Regions from separate parts of the Sus scrofa genome. Here region 2 is linked to region 1. Evidence: chromatin contacts called from public Hi-C data. All regions are on one chromosome and are shown on one strand. Each heading gives the region's core, a stretch centred on a gene start, on an enhancer-like site or on the middle of the called end of the contact. The rest is flanking DNA. Distances are from core to core; before and after follow the strand shown.

What was found. Hi-C and Micro-C count contacts between places; a contact is called where the count stands out from the background.
Region 2: a contact with region 1 is called in a Hi-C map of skeletal muscle, with 8 times the contacts expected there. The contact joins the promoter of KIAA0100 here to the promoter of SPAG5 in region 1. A contact is called at or near these places in 5 of 47 Hi-C or Micro-C datasets (embryonic fibroblasts, epiblast stem cells, heart right ventricle and 2 more).

The regions. Positions count from the first base shown.
Region 1 is chr12:44,844,165-44,850,551 of Sscrofa11.1, forward strand. It overlaps SPAG5 (sperm associated antigen 5), which reads right to left and starts at 4,363. Exons shown (of 26, transcript NM_001159311.1): 1 at 4,235-4,363; 2 at 3,845-3,970. The coding sequence starts at 4,285. LOC102158363 (a long non-coding RNA gene) reads left to right here and starts at 4,478. Exons shown (of 4, transcript XR_299253.3): 1 at 4,478-4,760; 2 at 5,371-5,497.
Region 2 is chr12:44,889,414-44,896,004 of Sscrofa11.1, forward strand. KIAA0100 (protein KIAA0100 homolog) reads right to left here and starts at 4,055. Exons shown (of 43, transcript XM_003131765.5): 1 at 3,896-4,055; 2 at 2,932-3,055; 3 at 2,099-2,148; 4 at 1,653-1,800; 5 at 1,356-1,474; 6 at 831-891; 7 at 458-647. The coding sequence starts at 3,963.

The sequences.
Region 1 (6,387 bases), core at 3,113-5,612:
GCCGGCCTACACCACAGCCATAGCAATGCCAGATGCGAGCTGCATCTGTGACCTACACCACAGCTCACAACAAGGCCAGATCCTTAACCCACTGAGTGAGGCCAGGATTGAACCTGCAACCTCATGATTCCTAGTCGGATTCATTTCTGCTGTGCCACGAGGGAAACTCCAAAAGAAGGAAAACTTGACACATGCTACAACGTGCATGAATCTCAAACGCATTACGCTAAGTGAAATAAGCCAGTCACAAAAGGACAAATACTAAAAGATTCCACTTATATGAGGTACCTAGAGTAGTCAGATTCATAGAGACAGACAGTAGAAAGCTGACTGCCAGGGGTTGGAGGAGGGGAGAATGGGAAGTTGTTTAATGGGTATAGTTTCAGTTTTGTAAGATGGGAAGAATTCTGGAGAATGGCTGGACAACAATGTGAATACACTTAACACTACTGAACCATGCATTTAAAAATGGTTAAGATGGATTCCCTTGTGGCACAGTGGGTTAAGGATCCAGCATTGTCACTGCCATGGCTCAGGTCACTGCTGTGATACAGGTTCCATCCCTGGCCCAGAAACTTTCTCATCCCACAAGTGCAGCTAAAAAAAAAAAAATTGTTGATGGAGCTCCCATTGTGGCACAATGGGATTGATGGTGTCTCTGTATTTGTTGCAGGGATGCGAGTTTGATCCTGGTCCAGCACAGTGGGTTAAGGACCTGGCGTTGCCATAACTGTGGCATAGGTGGCAGCTCTCACTTGGGTTTGATCCCTGGTCCAGGAACTCCACATGCCACAGGGCGGCCAAAAAAGAAAAAAAAAGTCAAGATGGTAGATTTTATGTTACATGTACTTTTTTTTTTTTTTTTGGTCTTTTTCAGGGCCATGCCCACAGCATATGGAGGTTCCCAGGCTAGGGGTCTAATCAGAGCTGTAGCCGCCAGCCTACACCACAGCCACAGCAACACAGATCCGAGCCAAGCCTGCGACCTACACCACAGCTCACGGCAACACCGGATCCTTAACCCACTGACCGAGGCCAGGGATCAAACCCACAACCTCACAGTTCCTAGTCAAATTCCTTAACCACTGAGCCACAATGGGAACTGCGTCACATGTAGTTTGCCATATTTTTTAAATCTTTTTTGCCCACCCCACCAAATATGTATGTGGAGTTCCTGGGCCAGGGATCAGATATGAGCTGCAGTTGTTACCTAAACCATAGCTGCAGCTATGCCAGATCCCTAACCCACTGTGCTGGATGAGGGATTGAACCTGTGTCCCAGTGCTCCCAAGACTCATCCCACTGCGCCACAGTGGGAACTCCTTACCACAATTTTTAAAAATCACTTTTATATATCTCTTTCAAAATTCAACACTATGAATAGCCATGTAACAACAAAGTGAACAACCTAGAAGAAATAGATAAATTCTTAGAATCATACACCCCTCTAAGGCTGAATCATGAATAGAAAATCTGACTAGACCAATCACTAATAAGGAGATTGAAAAAGCTTTCCAAAACACAAAAGTCAAGGCCAAGATCATTTCACAGGTTGAATTCTACCAAACATTTAAAGGAGATTTAATATTTATTTATCTCAAGCTCTTCCAAAAAATTCAAGTGAACACTTCTTAACTCCTTTTAAAAGGCCAACCAAAATTAGACAAGGACAACACAAAACAGATCTGGCAGACTAAAAAACATGCAGCAAAGACAGAGTAATTCACTATCTGTTGATGTATATAATAGAATGTGACACCCTTTGAATAGTAAATATGCTTTTTTTTTCATATGTTTATTGAACACTCAGAAAAAAATCATCCTATGCTTGGCTACAAAAACAATACATTACGGTCTGATTATAATGCGAGAAATAAATTTTTAAAGGTGACAAAAAATGGTTTTTAAGCATCTGGAAATTAAGAACCCCTCCTAGATAACCTCTGATTAAAGGTAAAAATCAAAAGAAAATTATAGACTAGTAGGGAGTTCCTCTATGGCTCAACAGGTTAAGGACCAGGCATTGTCACTGCTGCAGCTTGGGTTGCTGCTGTGGCGTGGGTTCAGGCCAAGTTTCCTGGCCTAGGAACTTCCAAATGCCATGGGCAAGGCCAAAAAAAAAAAAGAGAGTTATAACCCAATAGAAAGATGAACAAATAAGGTAAATAAGCATTTCACAAAAGAGAAAATCCAAATAACCAACACGCATATAAGAGATATACTCACTAGTAGAAAAATGCAAATTAATGAGATACTACATCAGACTGGCTAAAATTTTAAAGCTCTCTAACAACTTCTGTAAGAGGTGATGTGGGAAAATGGATATCTTCATGTAATGCTGGAGAAAATATAAATTATAATAGCTATGTGTGTATATACGTGTGTGTATACCTGTGTGCGTGTATATACAAAATATATATTATTTTTTTGCCTGTGCCAATGGCATGCAGAAGTTCCCAAGTCAGGGACTGAACCCATGCCACAGCAGTGACCTGAACTACAGCAATGAGAATACCAGATACTTAACCCACAGAGCCACCAGCAAACTCCTGTACAAGCTCTTTTAGACAGCAATCTGAAAAAAATTATTAAAATTTAAAATATCTTTCCTTCAGAGTTCCCTGGTGACCTAGGGGTTAAGGATCCAGTGTTGCCACTGCTGTGGTGTGGGTTTGATCCCTGGCCTGGGAACTTCTGCATGCCCTGGGCTTGGCCAAAAAGTATATACATATATCTTTCCTTGAAGTCAATAATCCTACTCCTGAAATTGTATCTTATTGAAATAAAAAAATTCAATATGCAAGGAGATTCTGCTGTATAGCACAGGGAACTACATCTGATCACTTGTGATGGAACATGATAGAGGATAATGTGAAAAAAACAATTATATGGATATATAGCTGGGTCACTTTGCTATGCAGCAGAAATTGACAGAACATTGTAAAACAGTTAAAAATTTATTTAAAAAAGGAAAACAAAACAACAAAAATAAATAAATATATCAACACAAAGATAATTATGTTAGCATTGTTTGCAGAAGCAAAAAAAATTGGAAACATAAATGACTATTTATGAATAAATTATAATTCATGCATATCATAGTATCTTTTTTATTGAAGTACAGTTGATTTACAATGTTCCTTCAATCTCTGCTGTACAGCCAAGTGACCCTGCCACACATACACACATTCACTTTTTTCCATGCTATTTCTACACAGTATCTTACGAATTAGTTCTACATCAGTTGACATGGATTTAAACCACATTGTTAAATGAGAAATGCAACATGCAGAAAAATGTATACAGTCAATCCTCATTATTTAAACTGAAAAGCATTTTCTACATGGCTATATCTCTCAAGACCTTTCATAAAAGTGCCACTCAGTGAGGGCAATTCTACAAGGGGCTAGTTTAAACTAGGACAGTCCGAGTACCCTGCCTTCCAGTGGTGAAACCTGATCCCAGGGGAGTTTTGACACCTCTTAGAATGAATGGACACTGCCTCATCCTTGCAACCGACTGACTTCTCCATAAGTGAGTCCCTATAGGAGGGAGACCACTAATCAAAGTGACTGTATTTCTCATACAATCATTTTGGTAAAGACTGAACAGGGGGAGGAGGGTGGTAAAAACGAACAGCTAAATAGAGGTGAGGGTTCTCAGTGGATTTCCTTTAACCACCCTAGGGCACCTCTCTGTTGGCCTGAATAGCTGTAAATGGATGTCACCGAGGTAGAAAACTTCATTATCATTGTTAATTACGTTCCAGCCCTGGTCCTCTGTTCCTCTGAGCTCTCGGCCTCGGCAATGAGCCCAGTCGAGAAGCTGTCCAGGGGAATCTCACCTGCAGCCCCAGCTTGCACAGCGACGGGGTCGGCGAGTGGCCTATCGGGGGCCCTTTTTCAGAACTGGTGAGGGCACCCGGCTGCAACGTAAGTTCTCGGAGAGGCGTTCTCATAGCTGGTTTTCCCTAAGAAAGAAGAGAGAATGTGAGAAAGCCTGGGTGCTATCAGCCCGCCCTAAGAAGTTCTCTTCCCTCCCCAAGAAGCTCACCGGCAGTAAGAGTAGACTCCAACCTCAATCTTCAACATCAGGACCAGCAGAAGACTCACGCCCCCCTACCCCAGCCTCCAGGCTCGACCAGGTTTCCAAGACGCTTGGCACTGCCAGCGCCGCCGCCCCCGCCCCGAAACCCCAGCCCAGCTCTCTCTGTCCATGATGCCCTCCTGCTTACCGGTTGGGGCGAAGGCGATAGGCTAAGGCTCAATTTTTTCACCCGCCACATCTTCAACACAAAACGCAGGGCAATTACCTCTAAGAGGCAAGAGGCGACGCCATGATCACCCGCCGTCTTTATTTGAACCTGCTCTGCGCTTCCCGATTGGCTGCGAGGCCTCAGTGCGTCAGGCGGACGCGCCCGCTCCAAGCTCGAGCCCAGAGTGCGGGGGCGGGGTCTGCATTGGCCCCGCCCCACCGGCTCTCCGAGCTCGCGCACTCTGTGGGCGGAGCCCCCAAGTCCAGACGCGGGCAGTAGGAGCGAGGCACGTCAGGCGCTGGGTAGATCTTTCGGCCTCGCTGGAAGGAGGGTACCGAGGTAGCTGGCCAGTCAAAGACTCCATCCCTCTTCTTCCAGTAGGCCACCCTCACACCCTGTCCGAAAAGTTGTCTCCGTGGCCTGGCCTTGGGAAGTCTCTCCTCAGCTTTACCTCAGTTACCTCAGTCTCCACCGGCAGGGACCGGCCTGGGGTCTAGAAGGGAAGGTGAGTGGAGTCTTTTTCACTGAGGCAGTGGCGTCCGCACATAGGCCCTGAGTCCGTGATGGCCTGAGACGTGGTTCTCAGCCAACGCTGTCATTTAACCTCTTCAGAATTTCTGGTGTTTTCTTGGGACTTAACTCAGGGCCCGCAACAAGTTGACTGGAACAATGATAGCTCGCAGGTATTGAACATTTATTAGACACCTGCTACTCTTCCAAACGCCTTTTATTTTTTGTTTGCTTTTTTTGGTTTTAGGGCCGCATTCGCTGCATATGCAAGTTCGGTGGCATATGGAGGTTCCCAAGCTAGGGGTCAAATCGGAGCTACAGCTGCCAGCCTATACACCACAGCCACAGCCATGCAGGATCCGAGTGGCGTCTGCAACCTACACCACAGCTATGACAATGCCAGATCCTGAACCCAGGGATAGAACCTGTGTCCTCATGGATACTGTTTGGGTTCGTTAAGGCTGAGCCAGGACTGGAGCTCTGGACAAATGCCTTTTATATCTTAACTCCCCATAAAGGCTTATGAAGTAGTTACCGTAAATATCTCCATTTAGCAGAGGTGGAAACTGACTCACAGATAATGTCATTTGCCCAATGCTCCACAGGTAGTAAATGGCAGAGTCAAAATTGGAACCCACACTACGGACTACTACATTCTACAGTCAGCTCGAATTCCCCCATATGGGAAATAAGCTACTGGAGGTGAGGTAGATGTTTGGAAACAGCCTAAAAGTAAGTATTCAGTTATAGTTTGTGGTAAAGTATGTTCCTTTGAACACTCATGGCACCTTATTTACACTCTGAAGTCATGAATTTGGAAAAGGCAATAACCCAGAAAAGAAAAACTACAATGCTTTGGACTGCAGGGCTTTCAGGGGATGGGCTTCTCTAGAACTGTGTTGTCTAATACCTTAGCCACTAGCCACATGTGGCTAAGTGAGCACTTCAAATGTGGCTAGTCAAATTGGGATGTGTTATAGGTATAAGATACAAACTGGATTTTGAAGACTTTGTATGAAAAAAAAAGTAAAATATTTTAAAATACTGATTGCATGTTGAAATGATATTTTAAATATATTGGGGTAAATAAAATACATTAAAATTAATATGTTTCTTTTTACCTAATTTTTAATGTGACTACTAGCAGGTTTTACTTAGGATGCTTACATTATTTCTATTGGACAACACTGCTCCAGAAATATGATAGTCCAGCCCAAAGGCAGTAGATAGCAGTTATTTGAATGGAAAACTGAGAAAAAGACAACATAGGAACACAAACATGATGATGGAGTTCCCACTGTGGAGCAACGGGATTGGCAGCCTCTTTGGAGCACTGGGTCACAGGTTTGATCCCCAGCCCAGCACAGCGTAAAGATCCAGTGTTGCTGCAGCTGTGGCATAGGTCAAAACTGTGGCTCAATCTAATCCCTGGCCCAGGAACTCCATATGCCAGGGGTGGCCAAAACAAAAAACGAAGAAAGCAAAAAACACAAACTTGAGCCTGGGATTCTGAAAAACTCAGCAGAGGGAATCCCATGGTATGTGTACTTCTGGTCAATCAAAAGATCCAGCAGGCGTTCCCGTTGTGGCTCGGTGGTTAACGAACCCGACTAGTAACCATG
Region 2 (6,591 bases), core at 2,805-5,304, 45 kb after region 1:
TGAGGTTGCGGGTTCGGTCCCTGCCCTTGCTCAGTGGGTTAACGATCCGGCGTTGCCGTGAGCTGTGATGTAGGTCGCAGACGCGGCTCGGATCCCGCGTTGCTGTGGCTGTGGCGTAGGCCGGCGGCTACATCTCCGATTCGACCCCTAGCCTGGAACCTCCATATGCCGCGGGAGTAGCCCAAGAAATAGCAAAAAAAGACAACAACAAAAAAAAAAGAAAAAAGAAATAACGTTTTAGTACAGCTCTAATTCATAATAATTAGGTATTAAATGTTAGTTCTTTCACTCACCGCAAGCAAATGCCTATTTCCTCCTGCTATCCTCAAAGGCCAGGGTCAAAGGCAATGGGAACTAATAAATTACACCTAAATAAGTAGTGAGACCACTGTTTTTTTCTACTTCCAAAATAACCCAAGAACAGGGAAGCTAAGAGGCTCGCTGAGTGGGGCTTTACCTGAACCAGGAACAGGCTTAGGTGCCAGGCCTGGGCCCTGGCGCAGCAGCTGACTATGGAAGAGGCCCTCGTGCAGTTCAGCATGGAGTGTCCACACATCCACAGTGATCGCCTTCAGCTGCCAGCTGCTGATACCCACCTCTAGACACAGCTCTAGGGCAAGTGAGAGCTCTGCTAGGCAGGTGTCCTCCTACAGGAAAGATAAGCCTCTAAGGTATGAATGTGTAGGGAGTTTGGGGTCAAAATGCAGTGATCTGGAACAGGTTCTTGAGGGAATCCCATAGGACACAGAATCTAGAATGGAAGCCCTAAGCTCCTTCATTTCTTATGCCCATTAGAAAAGAAGACATCTGAATGACCATGGCATACTCACCAACTGGCCACTCTTTAGAACTTTGCTGTTGATCTGACTTAGGCTCACCCCACATTTCAGCCTGGGAAAGGAAAAAAATTAAGAGCACTTGGTCCCTCTTCTCACCCTTTACCTTCAATCAAGGTTTGTTGGCTGGAGGGCACAAGGCAAGCAGAAATGCCTAATCTTAATTTCTCCTCAAATTACACAAAATGAGAACTTGATGCCTTGGTAAGAAAGCCCTGGAGTTCCTGCTGTGGTACAGCAGGTTAAGGATCCAGCGTTGTCTCTGTAGCACGGTGGGTCTGATTCTGGCCCCGCACACTGAGTTAAGGATCCAGTGTTGCTGCAGTTGCAGCATAAGTTGCAGCTGCAGTCTGCACTCAATTCCCTGGCTTGGGAGCTTCCATAAGCTACAGGTGTGGCCAAAAAAAATGAGGGGGGGCAAACAAAAAAACCCAAAAAATCTCGCTCTGACATCTACCCACCCTGAAACAACTATAAGGCAAATACCAAACTTTCTTCTACCCTTCTACCCATACTTACCTCTTCCCATCACTATCCAAAAGAAAGCTGCAATCTCTGATCTGAATGTGCCACAATGACTCAGAAGTGGCCACCTTGAGAACCATGATGTTTACAGAATCTACATGAATGGAAAATAGCTGGAAGGAAGATGCAAACACAAAAAATAATTAACAGTCAAGGCAATGCTCTTCTTTTACAGTGGAAAAAGAGTTAGGAAGCAGCTCTCACAGTAGAAAATACAGGAGAAAAATCCACCTACGACTTCAAAGCCAACCACCTCTACTTCAGTCCAGGAAAGTGGGAAAGTAGTCTCACCTGGCAAAAGATCTTCAGTAAGGATGGGCTGAAGGACAGCTCCTTTTGGTGTACCCCAGCATTCTGGGAGAATGGGGCAAACAGGCCAGAAACCTTCTGGAGGTCCGTTCTGATACGCACTTCTCCAAAGCACAAGGCCACATAGTGTCTGCCCAGAAGAGATGCCTCACTGCCATCAGATCCATCCCTTCCACAGCAGTGTCTTCCCTCCCTCACATTCACTTTCCCATCCCCCCTAAAAATGTAGCTCAAATCATGGACAATAAATAGTCTTACAGTAGCTTTCAATATCTTTCCCATAAAACAATAGCTTCCAGGCTAACCCAGAGAATAACCAAGAACCCACTACCCTCCTTGGGCTGTAAGACCTCTCTGAAACAATCTCGTTCTGCAAACCTCAATCCCAAAATATTCTCCAAAGGAGCATGAGGTGATAGGCTACTCACGGCAGATCATGGCTAAGGAGTTTGCTGGAAATCCGTAGACTATCAATTTCCTAAAACAGCAAGGGAGAAAGCTTTGTACACTAACTGCTGGGTAAGCCAAGAGCAGCCAAATTTCCTACTTTTCAAGATAGGAATTTTTTTTTCTTTTCTTTTTAGGGCTGCCCCTGCGGCATATGGAGGTTCCCAGGCTAGGGGGTCGAATTGGAGCTACAGCTGCCGGCCTACACCACAGCCACAGCCACGTCAGATCCGAGCTGCGTCTGCAAGCTACACCACGGCTCACGGCAATGCCAGATCCTTAACTCACTGAGCGAGGCCAGGGATCAAACCCACCACCTCATGGTTCCTAGTCAGATTCATTTCTGTTGAGCCACAGCAGGAACTCGAGGAAATGTTTTAAGAACAGGAGGAAGTGCAATAGCTCTCCACTAAATACTCTCCATTACTATTTCTACCAGCTTCTCTCCTCAGTGTGATAGCCTGTTCCTCACAATGACATGGACTGAACTTGCTTAGTATTTCTCTTTTACGAATATGCTGCCCTGTTTCCACTCTTAAATTAAGCTCTTCTACTTCCCATTATCTTTGTTCTGTGCTTCTGTTATCTTTCTTACATGCCCTCGACACTCTGCGCCTTATAAGCATTTTTAACAGAACCACTTGCATCAATTCCAGTATTCCCAAACTAGCTCTAAGATCATCTTGGCAAAGGGGTGCAAGGCTGCGTTAACTAGGAGAGAGAGCCACTACAATTCTTAAAAAAGGAAATCAAAAGTTGAAATTCATTTGGATCAACCCCACATACTACCCAGGGAGTTTCCCAGGACTCTCACCACTGTTTGCTGGTGCTGCTGAAATTTAAGACTAACATTCTGTATCCAAAAAAAGGAGCCAATCTTTAGTTCCGCCTTCAGCTTCCGCTGACACCAACTGGTGGCCAACCGGACCACAAGCCACCTGCAGAAAAATCCTTATGAGTTCATAGGACCCTCTCCCAATTATGGCCTCCCTCACCCCCTGCTGGCCCTAGAACACCTTCCAAAGGACCATGATTTGTAGCTGAATCTTCTGGGCAGCTCTCCTGTCTTCCAAAACACCATTCTGTCATATACATTCATCCGCGCAGATCAGGACCCCAGCCCTGGAGTGTCCCCTCCACCCAGATGAAATCAGACGAACTAAACTGCACCTTCTAAGTTGGAGACAAAGAAAGCAATCCCTCAAATCCTTAGGAACCCCAGAGATAGAGAGAAGACTCCCAAGAGAAGTCGAAGGACAAGCACCCCTGCCAGATGTGCCCATCACATCACCCCAAAGGGTCTCCTTCGCCTTCCAGACAGGTGTCCGCGAGAAGGCACTGTGGGGTCACACCCAGCCGACTCAAATGCCGCTCTCCCTGGGCAGCCAGACCTGTTCCTGCTCCCCAGGGCAGGTTGCAGGTGCCCTTCGCGCTCGCGGAAGAGGACGTTCAGAGGCGAGTGAATGGAAAAAGAAAAGCCGAGCCCCGTCCTCACTCACACCTCCATCCTCCTCCCAATCGTAGCATCTCCTCAGGCCTCGTCCGCTTGCTTGTTCTCCCCCCCACTCCCGGTTCTTCCGAGACAGCTCCGGTCGTACGCCCCCGCTCGATCCCTTTCCTAGTCGCTAGCCCCCTCCTCGGCCCCTCCCCCTCTCCATCTCCCCACCTCTAGCCCCTTCCCCCTCCCGCCCGCTTCTTTCCTGCGCGCGCCCCCTCCTCAGCCTCTCTTCCTTCCCTTCCCACTGTCCCCTCCCCCGCTGTAGCTGGGATCCCCTCACCGGCCTAGGAAGAGGGCGATGAGCGCAACCAACAGCAAGGCCAAGAGCGCGGAGAAGAACAGGGGCATTCCGGCCCCGGCCCGGCCCGGCTCTGGCCCCCGCCCTGCCGGGGCAGCCCCCGCCGGCTCCAAGCTGGGCCGCCACGGGCCGACCAGCAACAAGCGCAGGGACAGCGCGGGGGGAGGAAGCGTTGGCGCGAGTGCGCCCCGCCCCCTCCCGCAGCCAGCCAGCCTGCCAGCTGTCTTTCGGCCCCGCCCGCCCGGCGCCCGCGATCCAGTGGGGCCAACCGGCTGCTAGCGCGAAGTGTAGGCGTGGCTCCGGAAGGAGCGCACTGGGAGCGGCCCTCAAGCCGATTGACACACAGGCCCCGCCTCAGGCGCACCCTTCTGGACCCGGAAAAGCGGAACCGGGTTTACTCGCCAGGGCCTAGGCTCGCCCGGGCCTAGGCTCGCTCCCAGGATGTCAGAGGACCCGGATGGATCGCTTCACTGCGGGGAGATCCTCTCTCAAAGCGTTTCCCAGAGTAGTTGTATAGAGTCTGCGTGGCCACTTAGGGCCTGGACTGAGGCTAATGCCCCAGTTATACCCCTGGGTCATACGAAGTACTTATCCTGTCTTATTCCAGAGCCTTATCCGAACATCATTGAGGAAACCAAGGGGTAATTAAAAGGCCTCAAAAGTCCCACCTCATTCCATTCACAACAGAATGAATTTTTAACTCATTTACTGTTCAAATGTTCTAGTTAATATGTATTGTGCTGCTGTGTGGGCAGCACCATTCTGGACCTTTCCTTGCAGTTTTCAGTTTTCTACTGTCAACAGCAGTCAAAGCACTGCGCTGGAGTGGTATTACAGAAGTAAAGAATAGGAGTTCCCGTCGTGGCGCAGTGGTTAACGAATCCGACTAGGAACCATGAGGTTGTGGGTTCGGTCCCTGCCTTGCTCAGTGGGTTAACGATCACGGCGTTGCCGTGAGCTGTAGTGTAGGTCGCAGACGCGGCTCGGATCCCGTGTTGCTGTGGCTCTGGCGTAGGCTGGTGGCTACAGCTCCAATTCGACCCCTAGCCTGGGAACCTCCATATGCCGCGGAAGCGGCCCAAAGAAATAACAAAAAGACAAAAAAAAAAGTAAAGAATATTGTACTTGGAATTCCTCTGTGGCACGGTGGGTTAAGGATCTGGTATTGTCACTGTAGCTGCCCAGGTCATTGCTGTGGCGTGGGTTTGATCCCTGACCCAGGAATTTCCTCCTGCTGCAGGTAAGACCAAAAAAAAAAAAAAAAAAAAAAAGCTTGTGTGTGTGTGTGTGTGTACATATTGTACATATCTTCCACAAGAACTATCTAAGAACTATCTATATATGTTCTTGCCCTTTGGGAACAATTTATCTGGAAAGCAAACATCATTATGTGAAATAGAGAATTCAGTCAACTTTATTTTACCTGTTTCTCTGTGAAATGCAACAGGACAAATGTTCCTTCCAACTCTAGTGCAGTGATGCTAACACAGTACAAGCTAAAGAAATTCTAAGGATTTAAAAATAAATACCTCATATCCCTTTGCTCTGACATCCTCATCTCCATAAACTCCTTCAGGATTTCACTTGGGGACTTTCTTTCCCACTCCTTCAGATAAAGCCCCATTTCAACTTTCACCTAGGTTACCCAGAGTTGCTTTTACCCTCCCAACAGGTTTCCTTCCTTACCAAGTCCTCTCATTGGTCATTTCACATTTCCCCAAGGGCTCTGCCACTGTTTTTTTCAAGTTCATACTTAACTCTCAACTATAGTTCCACGATCATCCTTGTAATCTGCAGCCTCAAGATATACGCTGTCTGTGAACTTTCAGGGAAGATGTAATAACTTAGTGAAAACTCTGACCAAGCTAGAAGGGGTAACTACAACACATCTCCCTACTGTCATTCATGTTGTGCAAGTTGTTCTCTTTACTCAGATGTTTCTATCACTTGCCTTCTTTCTCCCTAGGCTATTACCACCCAACTCCCAACTATCTCATTAGCATGAAATGTTGCTTTCATTATGTTTACATTCTGGAGTGATCTCAAGGGATCGATGCAACCGAAGTAGAATAAGGGGGAAGCGGGCAGAATGAGCTCAACTAGTTTGAGACCTCAGCTTACTAAGACACGTTCTTGTAAATGAGAGCGGGTCTTAAGAGTTCTCTAGTGACTTAGCAGGTTAAGGATCCAGCATTGTCCCTGAAGCAGCTTGAGTTGCTGGTTTGTTTTGGGGGAGGGTGGCTTTTTAGGGCTGCACCCATGGCACATTAAGTTCCCAGGCTAGGGGTCAAATTGGAGCTGCAGCTGCCAGCCTAACCACAGCCACAACACCAGATCCTTAACCCACTGAGCAAGACCAGGGATCGAACCTGAGTCCTCTTGGATACTAGTCAGATTCGTTTTGCTGAGCCCCAGTGAGAACTCCCTGGGTTGCTGCTGTGGTACAGGTTTGATCCCTGGCCTGGGAACTTCCACGTGTCATGGGTGTGGCAAAAAGAAAAAAGAGAGAGCAAGTCCTTTAATGTTATGGGGCCATGTGTGACACGATCCAGTATCTCCAAATGTTCAGCATTATCTCCCTAAAGCAAATAAGGATTAAAAAAAAAAAAAAGTCCAGTAGTTCCCTTCGAGGCATAGCAGTTAACGAACCTGACTAGTATACATGAGGACATGGGTTC